5 separate regions of the Mus musculus genome follow, and regions 1, 2, 3 and 5 are each linked to region 4. The links are chromatin contacts, called in public HiChIP or PLAC-seq and promoter capture Hi-C maps. All regions are on one chromosome and are shown on one strand. The core of a region is the stretch at or near the end of the contact, and the rest is flanking DNA. Distances in the headings are between cores, read along the strand shown.

Region 1 (2,700 bases), core at 76-2,575, 280 kb after region 4:
TTAAAGCTTAGAGGCAACACTATAAACACTATAATCTCATTTGTACCAAAAAAAAAGAAGAAAGAAAAAGAAAGAAAGAGGAAGAAAGAACAAACTAGGTGCAACGGACAAACGGCCACACCTTTGAGTTAAGAATTTGGGAGGCGGGCTGGTGAGATGGCTCAGCAGGTAAGAGCACCCGACTGCTCTTCCAAAGGTCCTGAGTTCAAATCCCAGCAACCACATGGTGGCTCACAACCATCCGTAATGAGATCTGACTCCCTCTTCTGGTATGTCTGAAGACAGCTACAGTGTACTTACATATAATAAATAAATAAATCTTAAAAAAAAAAAAAAAGAATTTGGGAGGCAGAAGCAGGTGGATCTCTTGAGTTCAAAATCAGAGCGGTCTACATAGTAAGTTCCAGGACAGTCAGTGCTACATAGTGAGATTGGAGGGTTGGGGGTGAGGGGGGGGGACGACGGGGGGGGGGGGACGGACAGACATCGGGAAGACTGGCTACCTAATGCAGATTTATCTTTGGTGGTAATACAATGGTGGATTTTGCTCTCCTGCCCCACTTTTCAGTTAATACTCACTAACCTACCAATTCCTGTTGTCACCACTGTCTTCCAGGTGAGGATACCGGCCTTAGCAAGGTGCTAAACTAAGGATAACAATGTCAGATGTCCGACTCCATAGACAGCCCTAACTGCCACATGTTGTGACTTTCCGTGCTAAATTTGTATTGTTGGGTACAATATGTTGCCTCAACCCCCGCTCCACCAAAATTACTGCTTCCAAGTCAGGCTTGTCGCTGAGGTAACACTGAAAGAGATGACCAACCCCACTGTCCATTCAGAGGGTTGTAAGAAGGGCCCTGCAACCAGCCCTCCCCAGTTCTCCCTCCCTAGGAAGGCTCAAGAATCTTGAGTTTCAGGATAAGGGTCCAAAAGTTCCGAACGCCATAGATCAAAAGAGGGAATCAGGAACTGACAAAGGTGCAGCCAAGATGCCGGGAGTCAGAAGCGTGAGGCTCGCAAAGGAGGGAACTAGTATGGATGCTCCGATGTGTCCCGGGTAACTCGGGGACTTAGATACAACGGGACAGGAGGCCTGGGTTCCGGGACAGCGGGCCACGTGCAGAGAGCTCTGCAGCCGCCTCCTGAGGCCTTGGGACCCCCAAATCCTCACGTACCGCATGAAGCCTGTGTCCGTGGTGATCGTGTCCCCCGGCACCACCAAGTGTTTCTTAGAGTCGCGGCCCAAGCTCTCACTGAGAGGTTTGCGAGCTTTAGGGAGCCTCATCTCCAACGCCATCTTGGCGCCAATGACTTGCGCAGGCGCAGCTCTACACCGCTCCTCAACTCCCGCCTTCCTTCAGAGAAGCGACCAATGGGAATGGATAGTGTGGCAGCCATGTTGAGTATTGGCAATATTAAGTTAACTCGTGGAAGTGAGGGCACCAAGCTGCCATGTTTACTATTGGCAAGAAAGCACCTGCGGAATGATGAATTCTCATGTCGTAAGGGAATATGACATTAGTTTGGTTTGGTGTTTGGATGTCAGTTTTGTGTTTGTTTTAGAGGAACGACCCCGTGTAGGGCTAGCCTCAAACTCTGTATAGTTGAGGATAACCTTGCTGAGGTCCAGATGTTCATGCCTCCACCTCCCAAATGCTGCGATTACGTGAGTTTGTGTAGGTTGTGGGTTTGGTGGTGGTGGTAGTGGTAGTGGTAGTGGTAGTGGTAGTGGTAGTGGTAGTGGTAGTGGTAGTGGTAGTGGTAGTGGTAGTGGTAGTGGTAGTGGTAGTGGTAGTGGTGTTTGATGCCCAAGAGGACAAAAGAGGATGTTGGAGTCCCTGTAACTGGAATTATAGAAGTTTGTGAGCCATTATGTGGGTGCTGGGAAACGAAACCAAGTCCTCTGGAAATGTGGCCAGTACTCTCAACCTCTGAACCACCTCTCCATTCCAGGTGTAGGATTTTTTAAAGACAGTGCCTCATGTCATCCAGGTTGGTCTCAAACTAGCTGTGTAACCCAGGGTATCCTTGAACTCCTCCTCCTCCACCTCCCAGGAGCTGGGATTACAGGTGTAAGCTGCCATACCAAACTGTATGAGTTTTTACCCAAACTGTTCCATTTCATCATTTTATTTATTGTTGGCAAGTCTAGAGATTGAGAAATGAACCTTGGCATCCAACTCAAAACCACTATAATCTAATATTTTGTAGACTATAGATTTAGGACCGGGATTTACAGGAAACACCATCTGAGGAGAAGCTAGAACCCTCTGAATACTGCTCCTCGTGGGCCTTGTCTTCTAGCCCCTTAGGTGCTGTCCTCACCTACTGCCCTATGGCTCTAATGTGCTTTAGTAAGGACCTCTTCTGAGTGATGACATGTGTCTGCTGAAAGATGACTGTTGTAAACAGTCATGTGACAAGCAAGTCTGTAGGGAGGCATAAATGTAACTTTTATTTTCCTGTTGTAATTGTTGACTGGGAGGTTTACTGTCTTTGTTTGCTAACCTAGGTCTAGTTCTGGAAGCTTCTAGACTCTGTACAGTCTTATCTAGGCCTAAAATGTTTTCAGCCTCTGAATTGCTGCTGAATAAGCTCCCCCTTTCTAGTTCTTTCTGAGCTCTGGCTGGCTGATTCAACTCAGTTGTTCTGTCTCAAACTCTTTTCCCAGCTCACTTATTAGATTTGTCTTTTCTC
Region 2 (2,700 bases), core at 86-2,585, 390 kb before region 4:
AAAAGCCACAAAGCAGTTCCTTTTAGTGTCTCCAGAGGATCTACTGTGTGTCAGGGTGTCTGCTCATGGGGGCTGGGGGGCTGCTGGTCCTGTCTGTGGACGTGTGAGGCTTCCTGGGTCCTGTTCTTGTTCAGCCACTCTCCATAAAATCCAACCTTACCCTCTCTGGGCTTCAGTCCCACCTTCAGGGCAGTGATGGGGGAGTAGGGTGCCCTCTATTCTGCTGTTTTCCTTGCTTTCATCTTGCCTTTCTTTCATGGTGCCTCAGTCAGGATTCAGTACCCAGAGGAGGTGAGGCAGAGATTTCTGTGGGGTTTCAGATTTCTTGCTGAAGTTTAGGGGTCCTCCTAGAGGAGGCTGAAAATGAGGAATCCTTCTTGGTAGCCCCTGCGGTCTTCATGTTCTGGGCATGGACTCAGTCTCTCTGCTGAGAGGCCCCACAAACCCTTTAACTACCATGTCTGATGTTCCACCATAGCTGAGCACACATTCAGAATGAGGGAATGAGTCCAAAGGCACCAGGCCAGGGAAGGGTAGAGGTGGGATTCGAACCCATGGCCTATACCTGGCACTGCCTCTTAACCTCTAAGGCAAGCAAGCTGTAGTGAAAGAAAACATGACAGGCATACAGGATATTGTTGCTTAGTGTGGCCTATCCTTGGAGACTTGAATCTAGCACACACTGAGGAACCAGCACTTGTAACAAGCAGCCTCGTGAATTCTGACTCAGGCTGAGTAGGCCTCGCTTAGAGAGCCTGGGCTCCTGACGTCACCCTGGGCCTCTGAGAGCTTGGTCTTGGCCAGTTCTGCTTATGGGCTCCAGCTTTGAGGTGGCAGTGGCTTGGGCCAAACCCTAAGCAGCCATCAACTGTCTCAGGCAGGAGATTAGGATCACCCCACTCTCTGAGGCTCTCCAGAGCCCTCCACCCTCAGGCACCTAAGGCTGGGTGGGCACATCTGCTCCCAGGGAGGCCTCTCAAGGAATAACTTCAGGGGAGTCCACATCTCTGCCTGGGGAGGGCTCTCTATGGGGGAGCCCCATCCTTCCCAGCCCCTCCTGCTGTTTCCACGGCAACCACTGTTGCCATGGCTCTGCTTGGCAAGCAGCTGGTGAGGAAGAGGGTGGACCCGAGGCCCATACACCCACCAAAGCCACTGACAAAACAAATGTGTTACCTCCACAATCCTGGAGACCTCCCAAACAGAGGGGTGACTCTCCCCAAGGAGTCACTGATTTAAGGCTGGGTGATGAGGCAGGAAGTCCTCTAGGCTGGGACTCCCTCCCTCCTGGCCTGCCTGGCCAGCTCTGTCCTACCACAAGCTACACTGTTTACTCTCTGCCTCCACCACACTGTGAGCGCCTTGGGTGGGGAGCTGGTGACTCATCTCTCATCCTCAGGGCCCAGCACAGGGCCTGGCACAGATCAGAGTCAATTCAATTATATAAAAAGCTAAATCTGGCTCCTTGGAGTAGGGGTGGCACGGAGGGATGGAGGACATTTTCTAGCCTCTGGGGTCCAACAGACACTTGGGTTTGAATGTCAGACCTGGGGCTGGAGTATACAGTTCAATGGCAGAGTACTTAACTGACTAGCATGTGGGAGAGTCTGGATTTAAAGTCCAGTGCTGAAAAACACATGAAACAACAACAAAATCCAAACTAATAAGACAAAGCTCACAGTTCTGCTGTGTTACCTTGAGTCAGTCGCTTCCCCTCTCTGAGCCTCAGGTGCTTCATCCATAAAGTGAGACTCTATGAGCGTCTCATTTGATGACTTGGGGATTCCCTTAGAATGCATTAAATCCCTCATGAATACTGAGCCCTGGGCTGCCATGGTATTCAGTAGTAGGCGGAAAGTACCAGCCCTGTTCTCCTGCACATTATTAGTGTGGCAAGAAGGAGATGCATTTGCCTGGTACCTAGAACGGATTAATGCATGCCAACTGTCCCTTGCCTTGCCCAAGTTGGTGGCCCACAGACTCCCAGCAGTCTCTGTTTTTCTAGAGGTGGCACAGGAGAGGGCCCCAAGAGGGGGCCTTGAAACTGAGGCCCGTGGGTCTGTCTGTTCTCCTCGGACCCTTTGCTCCTGAGGTCTGGGTTCATCAGGAAGTGTTGTGAGCCTCCATCAGCTCTGGGCTGAGTCTGCGTATCTGATGCCCTCGGAGTCTCCCTGGGTCTCTTCCAGGAGGTGACTGGCTGGGTCAGTAGGATCCCTGGGGCGCTGGTCTGCTTCCCCATCTCCTGAGTTCTGGGGGATCCTGTGACTGCTAATTCTGCCAGCCTGATTCCTGGAGAGGCCTCCACCCTCCAGCCAGCCTGTGGAAGTCATGGGTGGGGCCACTTGAGAATAGCTGACAGACACTCATCCAAAAGTTGACATCAGCAGGAGCCAATGTTGGGTATAGCCTGTCAGGCCTCAGGGCAGTCCTATGGAGGGGCTGAGTCCGTGGGGCCTGGAGGTCAGGAGCTCTTACAGAGCTGAGGCCAGGCTCTCGTCTGCTTTGTCGTGCTATTGGATGATCCCTGAGGCTGTTTCTCCATCTATAAAGTGGGGACAGTAACTTCATCCTCCTCCCAGGGCTACTTTCTGGAGCTCATGAGCTGCTGCCCACAAAGCAGCTGGCATGCAGTTGGTACCAAAGGAGGCTGAGTTCTGTTCTTTGCCTCCTCCGGGCTGCGTCTGTGTCGTCTTCACCTCT
Region 3 (2,700 bases), core at 128-2,627, 450 kb after region 4:
TCAGTAGGACAGTGGCACAGCCAATTAGTGACATGACATCCGACAGGCATAAGAAGGATACTGGTGTCTCACATTCCCAAGCAGCACGGGACCCCCTAGGGCTTACGGCTACCTTTGTGCTCACTCAGAATTCCCTCAGGGACCGGAACACTCCCACAGAGCCTGGTCAGGCTATCATGCTTGGGTCTGAACCTGGATCTGTCCACCTCCACAGTCCAGGCTCCAAGGGCTTCTCCCCATGTCCACTGGGCGCATGACCGTCAATCTGAGTCCTGCCTGTAACTTGCAGGGAGCCCTCACCCCTTCAGGGCCTTAGTTTCCCCAACTGTGCTACTTTCTCCCAAAGGTGCTACTTTCTCCCAAGGCCCCTCAGCTGCCTTGGAGGAATTTCTTTGTGTGGCTCCCAAGGGCAGGTGGAGACAAAGGGACATTTAATCAGATGTTAAATAGGTAAGAGACAAAGGTAGGCTGGGAATGAAAGGAGACACTCATTAGCATATTGTTCTTTACAAGGCCTTCTCAAGAGAGCTGCAGTTGTGCAGATTCTCACGGAGGATGATCAGTGTGGGGCGAGGAGAACCCTGGGGCTAGGCGACTCCAGCTCCACCCAACCCCCAACTATCGGAGGCAAGACCCAGGATGCAGTAGGGGAAACTGAGGCCCACGACAAACAGTTCGAGACCCCAGGGCCAGGGTCTGGGATCTGCATCTTCTCTCACAGCTGACAGCTGCTGCTGTGGCAGCGTGTCAGCTCTCTTGGGACGTAGGGTCTCAATTTAAAAATCTCCCCAAGGAACTAGACTGGGACTGAACCTTGGCCTGGTTTTATTTAGCTGTTACTGTCCCAAATCAACCATGAAGCAAAGTGATTTGAAGCCCCTACCTGTGTCACTGGTATTTAAACATTCAGGTGCCCCAGTTCAGGGGGCCCTAACTGCCCAAATGATGGGAATGCCCTAAAAACACTCTATTGTTAATAACATACACACACACACACACACACACACACACACACACACACGGGGGGGGGGGGGGGACACGGACGGACTGGCAGGGACCTGGGATGGAAATGCTCAATGGATAGGGAAAGTGAAGAGGAAGAGAATATAGACAGCAAATGACCCAGGACTGAGTGGGAGTCGTGTAAAAACAGAGACAGGCACCTGCCTGGGAATCAACTCTCTCTTACTCTCTCTCATCTCCAAGACAGGAAGGGGATCTGATGGCCCCGTGGTCCCATAATGGCAGCCTAGACCAGCCAAGTGGCAGGCATGCCATAGAAAGGGACTATCTGTCTCTAGCAAGGCTTTGGAGTCATGCCTGAATTGGCCCGTCCTGTTCAGGTTTCTTGTGTATAGCTCACAGCGCCCTCCCTGGCAAGAGTCCCACTCTACTGCGTGCCTGGTGCTAGAAGTGCCTTAATGACCACGAAATTGGCCCTGCATGGTCCGCCTCTTAACCTGACTGGCCCGCCCGTGACACAAGACAGCCTGACCTCCAGGCCGACCTCTCTCCCAGACCCCTCCCAACACTAGAGGCGGCTCCTCTCGAAGCACCCCAAGAAGTCAGTGCAAAGGCCACTGTTCACACTTCATCTCCAGTCCTCACTTCATCGGGGTGTAAGAGAAAGCAAGGGGCAGCCAAGGTGGCCTGGGGTGAAAGGTGACACCCAGGTGGTACAGGAGCTCTGGAAAGTGCCGAAACCAGCCCTGGGTGTCGAATCCACTTACCTCGGGACTTCATTCCAATGAAGCGGTTCTCCACGATGTCAATGCGACCCACTCCGTGCTTGCCCCTGAAAAGAAACACGTCACTTGGACTCAGGTGCTGGCACAAAGCTTGAGGACAGAGGCCACCCACTGAGCAGGTGCCCTTGGCTTGGCTGAAGACCTAACTATGGGCATACTGACTCTCAGGCTCTATGTCTCAGCTCACCTGAGCCAGGAAAACAGGCCCAAGTGGAGAGAAGTGGGTAACCTAAGGCCCTGAAAGAGAACGGATTGTCTGGGTCACCCTGGGTGCTCCGCCCGCTACATCTATACTGGGACTTGCTTGACCCTAACCCTCACTGAGGATTTATCTTTCTTTGTCCTAATGCCTGGCTCAGCCAAAGGCCTGCAGCCCCAGCTGGTCCCACCATAGAAGGTGGTGGTAGCCTTGGAACTTTTGTGTTCATGGTTTGTGGATTTAAACCAATACCAATGCCAAACCAATACCCTCGGCTCAGGGCACTCTATGTCTACAAGGCCAACTGCCAGACCTCCAGGTCATGAACTTTAGCTGTGACCATTAGTCACACAGGCCCAGGCCTGTGCTTGCTTGAGATGGCGGTCCTGGGGGTCGCAGGCAGACTGTGGACACTCACGCAACTTCGTTCAGGTACATGAAGAGTTCCAGGGATGTGGTGCGGGTTGTGCCATCTTTGATGTTGGTCACCTTCACAGGGACCCCTGGGGCAGAGAGGGAGGAGAGTGGGCCTTCAGTCTGGGGCTCAGCAGAGCAGCCTGTGCCCACCACCCCACCCTCTCCCTCCACCCACATCGCCTTAAATGGATGTGACAGACATGGAGTCCGAATGACTCCTTCAAAGCCCTGTGCTGGGGGGAGAGAAGGGGCAAGAAAGCCCCCCAGAATGAAAGAGGAAAATGCAATAAAAACGCTCGCCCCCTCCCTCCCATTCTCTCTGCCCCTTTAGCATTT
Region 4 (2,700 bases), core at 20-2,519:
CTGGAGTTTGTCACTCTGGGTGTCCAGGGACCAAAGGGGCAAATAAGAAGAAATGCCTCCCCTTATATCAATTGGCATACCTCAGCCCCAATGTACTAATAACTCTAGGGTAGAGTGTCTAGCATGGAGAAAATCTTAAGTTCAGTCTCCACTGTAGAGGAAAAGAGAGAGAGAGAAAGAGAGAGAGAGAGAGAGAGAGAGAGAGAGAGAGAGAGAGAGAGAGAGAGAAACTAACTTCGCGGGCTGTCTCCCTAGCGCTGGACCCCAGAAGATGTAGGCTCCTTACTTTCCTGAGCCCACAAAGTGACCCTGCAGGAAGCGAGAAGCTCTTACTGAGACACCAGTCACATCTGAACACAGATCCTGGGAACCCTAAAGCCTCAGGCTGTGCCACCTCTGTGCTTTGCCAATCCAGGAGGCCCTGACACCGTTTCTTATCTCCTGGGATCTACACGCTCAGTAGCAAACGTACGGAGCTGCTATTGTGTCTCTGGCAGCAGCGGAAGGATTTCTTTCTAGAACTTCCCCAGGACCAGGACCAGCATAGAAGAAAAAAACAGTCCCTTGGGCAACTTTTCTAAAAGCTGGTGCAAAGAGCTGTGTGTTAGAGTTGGAGGTGGGAGGCAACAAGGAAATGCCAGCATTAGCCAGCTCCTAGTGTTAAGTTCTGCGGGTCTATGGAGACAGCACTGGCCCTGGGGTCTCTCCTGGCGCCAAACCCCTTAGGTGGTCCCCAGCCGGCTCCCTCACCCGCCCCACCTCCCTGGTCGAGAGTTACAACTTGCAACTGGAGACGCCAGGCAGAGAACTAAGGGGTGGAATGGACTTACCTGGAGTTGGAGGCCACACAGCAGGGGCCAGGGATGCAATTGCAGAAGGCCAGGGGTAGGGGAGGAAGGGGCTGATTTTGTCTGGGGGGAAGGGGTGGCACAGTGCGGCACATGGGACCCACACGCTGTCCCACACAGTGACGCGGCTTACCCGATTGATCTCCTCGAGCCTCTTCTCCTGCCGGGCTTTGAGCAAACCGAACGCCTTCCCTCCTGCGGGAGACAAAGAGTCGGCGGGGAAGCTAGGGTACCAACCGGGCCACGCGCCCCCTCCGAGTTCCCGCGCGCGCCGCACAGCGCACACAGGTGGCGACCCAGGGACGTCCGGCGCGGGATAGCGCGGGGACAGCAGGCGCCTACCTTGGAACCTGTTGCTGAGTGCGACCGACATGGTATGAGCCCGACTCCGGACAAGGCCAGGGACAACAGGGAGGAAAAGTCGTCTGGTCCAGACCTTCGGCAGCGTGTGGCGACGGGACCCAGGGGCGGAGGGACCTCGCGGCCGGACACACCCCGCCCCTCCGGCGGCCCGCCTCCTGCCCCCCTCCCCGCTGCCGCGCGCACCCGGGGCATCAAAGCCCGCTGTTTAGCCGGACGCTTAGCCCGCCGCCGCCCCTCTGCTGGAGGACGCGGAAAATGCAAGATGGGAACGCCCTCTTTCCCCATCACCAGAAGAGACAATATCACATCTCACTAAGAACTTTGCAGAGCTGGTTGTGAAGATCAAGTGCCAATAGAGGCTGTCACCTCACTGTCACCTTTGCCCGGCAGTGCCACGATAACACCGATATTTTAGATAAATACGTGTGTTGGTGCAAATACGGTGTACCTGACACTTGGTCTTTGTGTGTCATTTCCCCTAACTACAAAGTAGTACCGGTATGCCTACTAGATAGAAAAGTCTGGAAGCTGAAGCTGGGACACGAGTCCTCTAGGGTGGTAAAGAAGCAGCCTGTGACTTGAGGAGAAGCCAGGGTGGGCATGCAAGAACTAGGAACTTGTAAAGAAAGAGATCATGAATTCCAGTGTCCAACCTGAACAGACTAGAGACCCTTTCTAGAGACAGGGTCTCCCTCCATTGTTACATTGTGGACACAGGCACAGATCAGGATTGCCCTAACCATGGGATCCAGGAATCCCTGTTCCCCTGACTTATTTCAAGTCTACACTCCTTAGATTGGGATCCTGGGACCAGCTGACTGTGGGGACGGGTAGCCAAGCTCACACAGGGGAGTCCAGTGGTCCAGATAGAATGCTATGGGGCTAATGGGAGGAAAGATGCTTGCGAGGCAGGGCTCCTGCTCTTAGGTTCCTCCCACTATGCATTCATTCATTCATCTGAAGCTGGGCACTTGACACAAGCTCCCTAAGCAGCAGAATAGGAGAAACAGGAGCAGGGACTGCACTGTAGAAGGTAGGCCCACAAGGGCTTGGGAGTTCAAAGCCTGCATGGTCGTGTTCCCTCTGAAAGCTCGGGCAGGAACTGGACTCAGAACAGGGCCCTATTGCTCTGGTCACAGGCTGCCCATGGTCCCAGCTAGCTGGGTTAGCTGTTGTTGTGTGACCAACTTTTCCTGAGGAGATACAACACACACGTTTACTCACCCCAGTTTAGGAACCCACGAGAGATCCAATTACAGATATCACCCAAGTCCAGCTTGGTGACCCAGTAAGCTTTATTAGGGTTATTTACAAGAATATGGGTGAAGAGTTAACTTACAGAAACAGAAATGACTCACAGACAGCTGTGTTGCCAAAGTCCACCCCCTAGCATGGATGACAGCTCACAAAACTGGGAACCTGGAGCCCGCCGCATGGTCTACAGACAGTGTGACAGGTTGGATGGAGAGTCTCCTTTCCCGGGGCATCA
Region 5 (2,700 bases), core at 154-2,653, 410 kb before region 4:
GGCACATGGTCCCTCTTCTGGGCCTCAGGTTGCTATCCTCATTTGTAGAGGGGGGTTACGGGTGTGCCTCCCCTTAGGTTTATCAGCAGAGGCAGGAACGGCCAGCACCGTAGCCCGGTAACCCTGTACTTAGCAGAGTAGCCTGTGGACTTCATCTCCTGGGAGCCTGGTATCTTCATCTATAAGGATGCTGTTAGGGCCGCTGTGAGTGTTGGTAAGAATGAATGGGTTAGGAAGAAGCTGAGGGCCACGGGGAACTGCCATACCTTGCAACTGCTGTAGGAGCAAAGCTCTTTGCAGCATGGGGCCATTGAGCAGGGAGGTCGAGTGGAGGCCCTGGAGACTCAGAAGCTGTTGCGGGGATGACTGCTGGGGGAGGCCCCTGTGTGATGGGAGTAGGGTGTCAGAGGGGTCCTGGGAAAGCCATCTACCCGGAGGTCTCTCACCTCCATTCTCTCCATCTCAATGGCAGATGGAGGATCCCCTCCAAGGTAGAAACTGATGACATTTAATACTCAAACAAGGATGCCCCTGGGGAAAAAATAACTACTGGGAGCCAGGCTCCAAAATGTGGGTCTGAGCCGTCAGACCTCAGACTGCTCCTGGAAGTGGAAAACTCACCGGCTGACAGGAATGGACAAGGAGGCCTGTGGTGGGGACTGTTGCAGCAGCTGTTGGAGCTGCAGTATCTGCTGTTGCTGCTGCTGGAGCTGCTGCTGCTGGAGCTGCTGCTGCAACTGTTGCTGCTGCTGCTGCAACTGTTGCTGCTGCTGGAGTTGCGGGTTGAACATGGTGGCTGAAGGGGGTATGGTGGGTAGGGTCAGATCACCACTTTGGGATGATCCAGCTTCTCTCCCCTCCCAAAACACCCACCCCAGCATAACGCCTGCTAAGCTTCACCGCTACACAGTCCCACCCACGCCAAGAGCACGCTGCATTTATACCCGGGGCTTCGGGGCTTCCAGTTCTTCCGGTCAGCTGCCAGAACAGGATACACACACAGACACGCCTTCAGTTCTTTATCTTCCCTCCCATCTCTTCAACTCTGGCGGTCCAACCTTCTAATCGGAGCACACCTTTCCACTCCCATCTCCTGCCTGTCAGTCACTCTACACTTCCTGGTGCTTCCCGTGCACACTTCCCTGTTTTGGATTCCGCTGTCCTCTCCCTAAATTGTGTCACTTAAATCCATGAACCCTGGATGGGAAACGCTTCCGTCCGCCGCAGCACACCCCCACCCCGCTCCGTTGTCCCTCATCCCTCCACTCCCTTCCCTCGCAGATATAGCCAACGCCACTTAACTAATCCTGTGGCCTCGCCTGTCCACAAAGCCCGTAGGCTCTCTGCAAGTAGCCGCTATCCCTGCGGTCCACCCTTCCCGGGGTGCCCAACCCTCCTCCACTGTCGCTTCCGGGGCGGGCACCACACTGGCTCCCCCTCACCTCCCGGCAATCCACGAAAACCGAAACCGTGAAAGCCACGAGCTGACTCGTAAGGCGGGCTCCGGAGCTCCCGGGCTGCTCGGGACGGTGACCGGACCGGGACACTCCGAAGGCCCAGCGGCTGGCCACTCCCGCGCAGAGCGCCCTCTGGAGGTGCGGAGGCCTCAGCGCGGACGCCGCGGCGGGCGAACAAGCCTCGCGCGCAGGTCACGTCGCGGGGACCGCGACCAATCTGCAATCGCTAGAGCCGCGGTGGCTCCCAGGTGCTATGAGGCGCCGGGCAGCGTAGGCTCCTGTCCCCAGATCCCAGCATCGGGAAGGGGCGATTCTGAGTTCCCACGGCCGTCTGTTTATCTGGCAGGGGCAAAGGGGACCGACAGTCGGTCAGATCCCAACTGACCTCCCCAATGCCACCACTGTCCCCAGATCCCGAGCCCGCGTGGGGCTGGGACAAGAGCAAGCGGGCGCGCGTATGTGTGGTGAATTCAGCTTTAAAAAAATAGTTTTGTTTTTTACATTTTTTTAAAAAAGATTTAGTTTATGTGTATGAGTGTTTTGAACGTATGTGTATCTGTATATCGTGTATATCTTGTACATCCTGGAACTAGAGTTAGAAACATTTGTGAATTGTCTTGTGAGTGCTAGGAATCGAACCCAGCTCCTCTGCAAGAACAAGTGCTCTTAACCACTGAGCTATCTCTCCTCATCCCCGTTTTTTGTTTTTTTGTTTTTGTTTTTTTTTGTTTTTTGTTTTTTTTTGGTTTTTTTTTTTTTTGGTTTTTTTTTTTTTTTTTTTGGTTTTTGGTTTTTTGAGGCAGGGTTTCTCTGTATAGCCCTGGCTGTCCTGGCACTCACTTTGTAGACCAGGCTGGCCTCGAACTCAGAAATCCGTCTGCCTCTGCCTCCCGAGTGCTGGGATTAAAGGCGTGCGCCACCACGCCCGCCTCTCACCCCCGTCTTTTAAATATGTATTCTTATTTCAGGTGTATGAATGTTTTGCCTGCATGTATGTGTGTGTACTTTGTATGTGCCTAGTGCTTGCAGAGGTCTAAAGAGGGCATCTGATCCCCTAGGAAGAAGTTTGTGGATGGTTGTGAGCCACCTGTGGGAGTGCTGGGAGCTGAACCTGGGTCCTTTGGAAGAAGAACAAACGTTAACCACTTAACAAGTTCCCAAGCCTCTGATTTCCTTTTCCGTTTCATTGTGTTGTGTAGCAATGGCTACATATGGAAACTCACTATAGACCAGACTGGCCTCG

The links. Promoter capture Hi-C pulls out the DNA fragments that hold promoters and counts their contacts. HiChIP or PLAC-seq counts read pairs in DNA pulled down with a chosen protein or histone mark.
Region 1: an H3K4me3 HiChIP or PLAC-seq map of craniofacial prominence shows a contact between it and region 4, with 3 times the contacts expected there. The contact joins the promoter of Exosc2 here to the promoter of Aif1l in region 4. A contact is called at or near these places in 20 of 39 promoter capture datasets (the 3T3-L1 cell line, 3T3-L1-derived adipocytes, the C10 cell line and 13 more), 1 of 15 datasets of contacts at CTCF or cohesin (the NIH/3T3 cell line), 4 of 484 Hi-C or Micro-C datasets (the G1E-ER4 cell line, bone marrow, cortical neurons and 1 more), 21 of 115 datasets of contacts at active chromatin or transcription factors (the NIH/3T3 cell line, astrocytes, bone marrow-derived macrophages and 14 more) and 5 of 9 other capture datasets (adipose tissue, embryonic stem cells, liver and 2 more).
Region 2: a contact with region 4 is called in an HNF4G HiChIP or PLAC-seq map of pancreatic cancer cells. The contact joins the enhancer-like site here to the promoter of Aif1l in region 4. A contact is called at or near these places in 4 of 39 promoter capture datasets (cranial neural crest, liver, pre-B cells and 1 more), 1 of 484 Hi-C or Micro-C datasets (the G1E-ER4 cell line), 3 of 115 datasets of contacts at active chromatin or transcription factors (embryonic stem cells and pancreatic cancer cells) and 1 of 9 other capture datasets (embryonic stem cells).
Region 3: a contact with region 4 is called in a promoter capture Hi-C map of liver, with 2.1 times the contacts expected there. The contact joins the enhancer-like site here to the promoter of Aif1l in region 4. A contact is called at or near these places in 9 of 39 promoter capture datasets (the 3T3-L1 cell line, the C10 cell line, HPC-7-derived erythroid cells and 6 more), 1 of 484 Hi-C or Micro-C datasets (bone marrow-derived macrophages), 1 of 115 datasets of contacts at active chromatin or transcription factors (astrocytes) and 3 of 9 other capture datasets (adipose tissue, embryonic stem cells and liver).
Region 5: a contact with region 4 is called in a promoter capture Hi-C map of fetal liver, with 2.5 times the contacts expected there. The contact joins the promoter of Ciz1 here to the promoter of Aif1l in region 4. A contact is called at or near these places in 5 of 39 promoter capture datasets (fetal liver, hematopoietic stem and progenitor cells, liver and 2 more), 2 of 115 datasets of contacts at active chromatin or transcription factors (both in embryonic stem cells) and 1 of 9 other capture datasets (embryonic stem cells).

What each region holds. Positions count from the first base shown.
Region 1 is chr2:31,669,340-31,672,039 of GRCm38.p6, reverse strand. It overlaps Exosc2 (exosome component 2), which reads right to left and starts at 1,325. Exons shown (of 9, transcript NM_144886.3): 1 at 1,179-1,325. The coding sequence starts at 1,300.
Region 2 is chr2:32,341,301-32,344,000 of GRCm38.p6, reverse strand. All of the region lies in intron 1 of Dnm1 (dynamin 1), which reads left to right. Among named protein-coding and RNA genes, the nearest start is that of Dnm1, 11 kb to the left of the region's middle. Within about 2 kb of position 1,335, at least 154 of the 459 cell types and tissues checked have an H3K27ac peak or open chromatin away from gene starts, as enhancers often do. A contact at or near this core is called in pancreatic cancer cells, where this site is marked.
Region 3 is chr2:31,500,583-31,503,282 of GRCm38.p6, reverse strand. Ass1 (argininosuccinate synthetase 1) reads right to left here. Exons shown (of 16, transcript NM_007494.3): 11 at 2,366-2,450; 12 at 1,731-1,795. Among named protein-coding and RNA genes, the nearest start is that of Ass1, 32 kb to the right of the region's middle. Within about 2 kb of position 1,377, at least 19 of the 459 cell types and tissues checked have an H3K27ac peak or open chromatin away from gene starts, as enhancers often do. A contact at or near this core is called in liver, where this site is marked.
Region 4 is chr2:31,948,872-31,951,571 of GRCm38.p6, reverse strand. Aif1l (allograft inflammatory factor 1-like) reads right to left here and starts at 1,269. Exons shown (of 6, transcript NM_145144.1): 1 at 1,191-1,269; 2 at 982-1,043. The coding sequence starts at 1,221. It overlaps Lamc3 (laminin gamma 3), which reads right to left. Exons shown (of 28, transcript NM_011836.4): 28 at 2,489-2,700.
Region 5 is chr2:32,361,901-32,364,600 of GRCm38.p6, reverse strand. Ciz1 (CDKN1A interacting zinc finger protein 1) reads right to left here and starts at 1,403. Exons shown (of 17, transcript NM_028412.2): 1 at 1,303-1,403; 2 at 622-796; 3 at 267-382. The coding sequence starts at 791.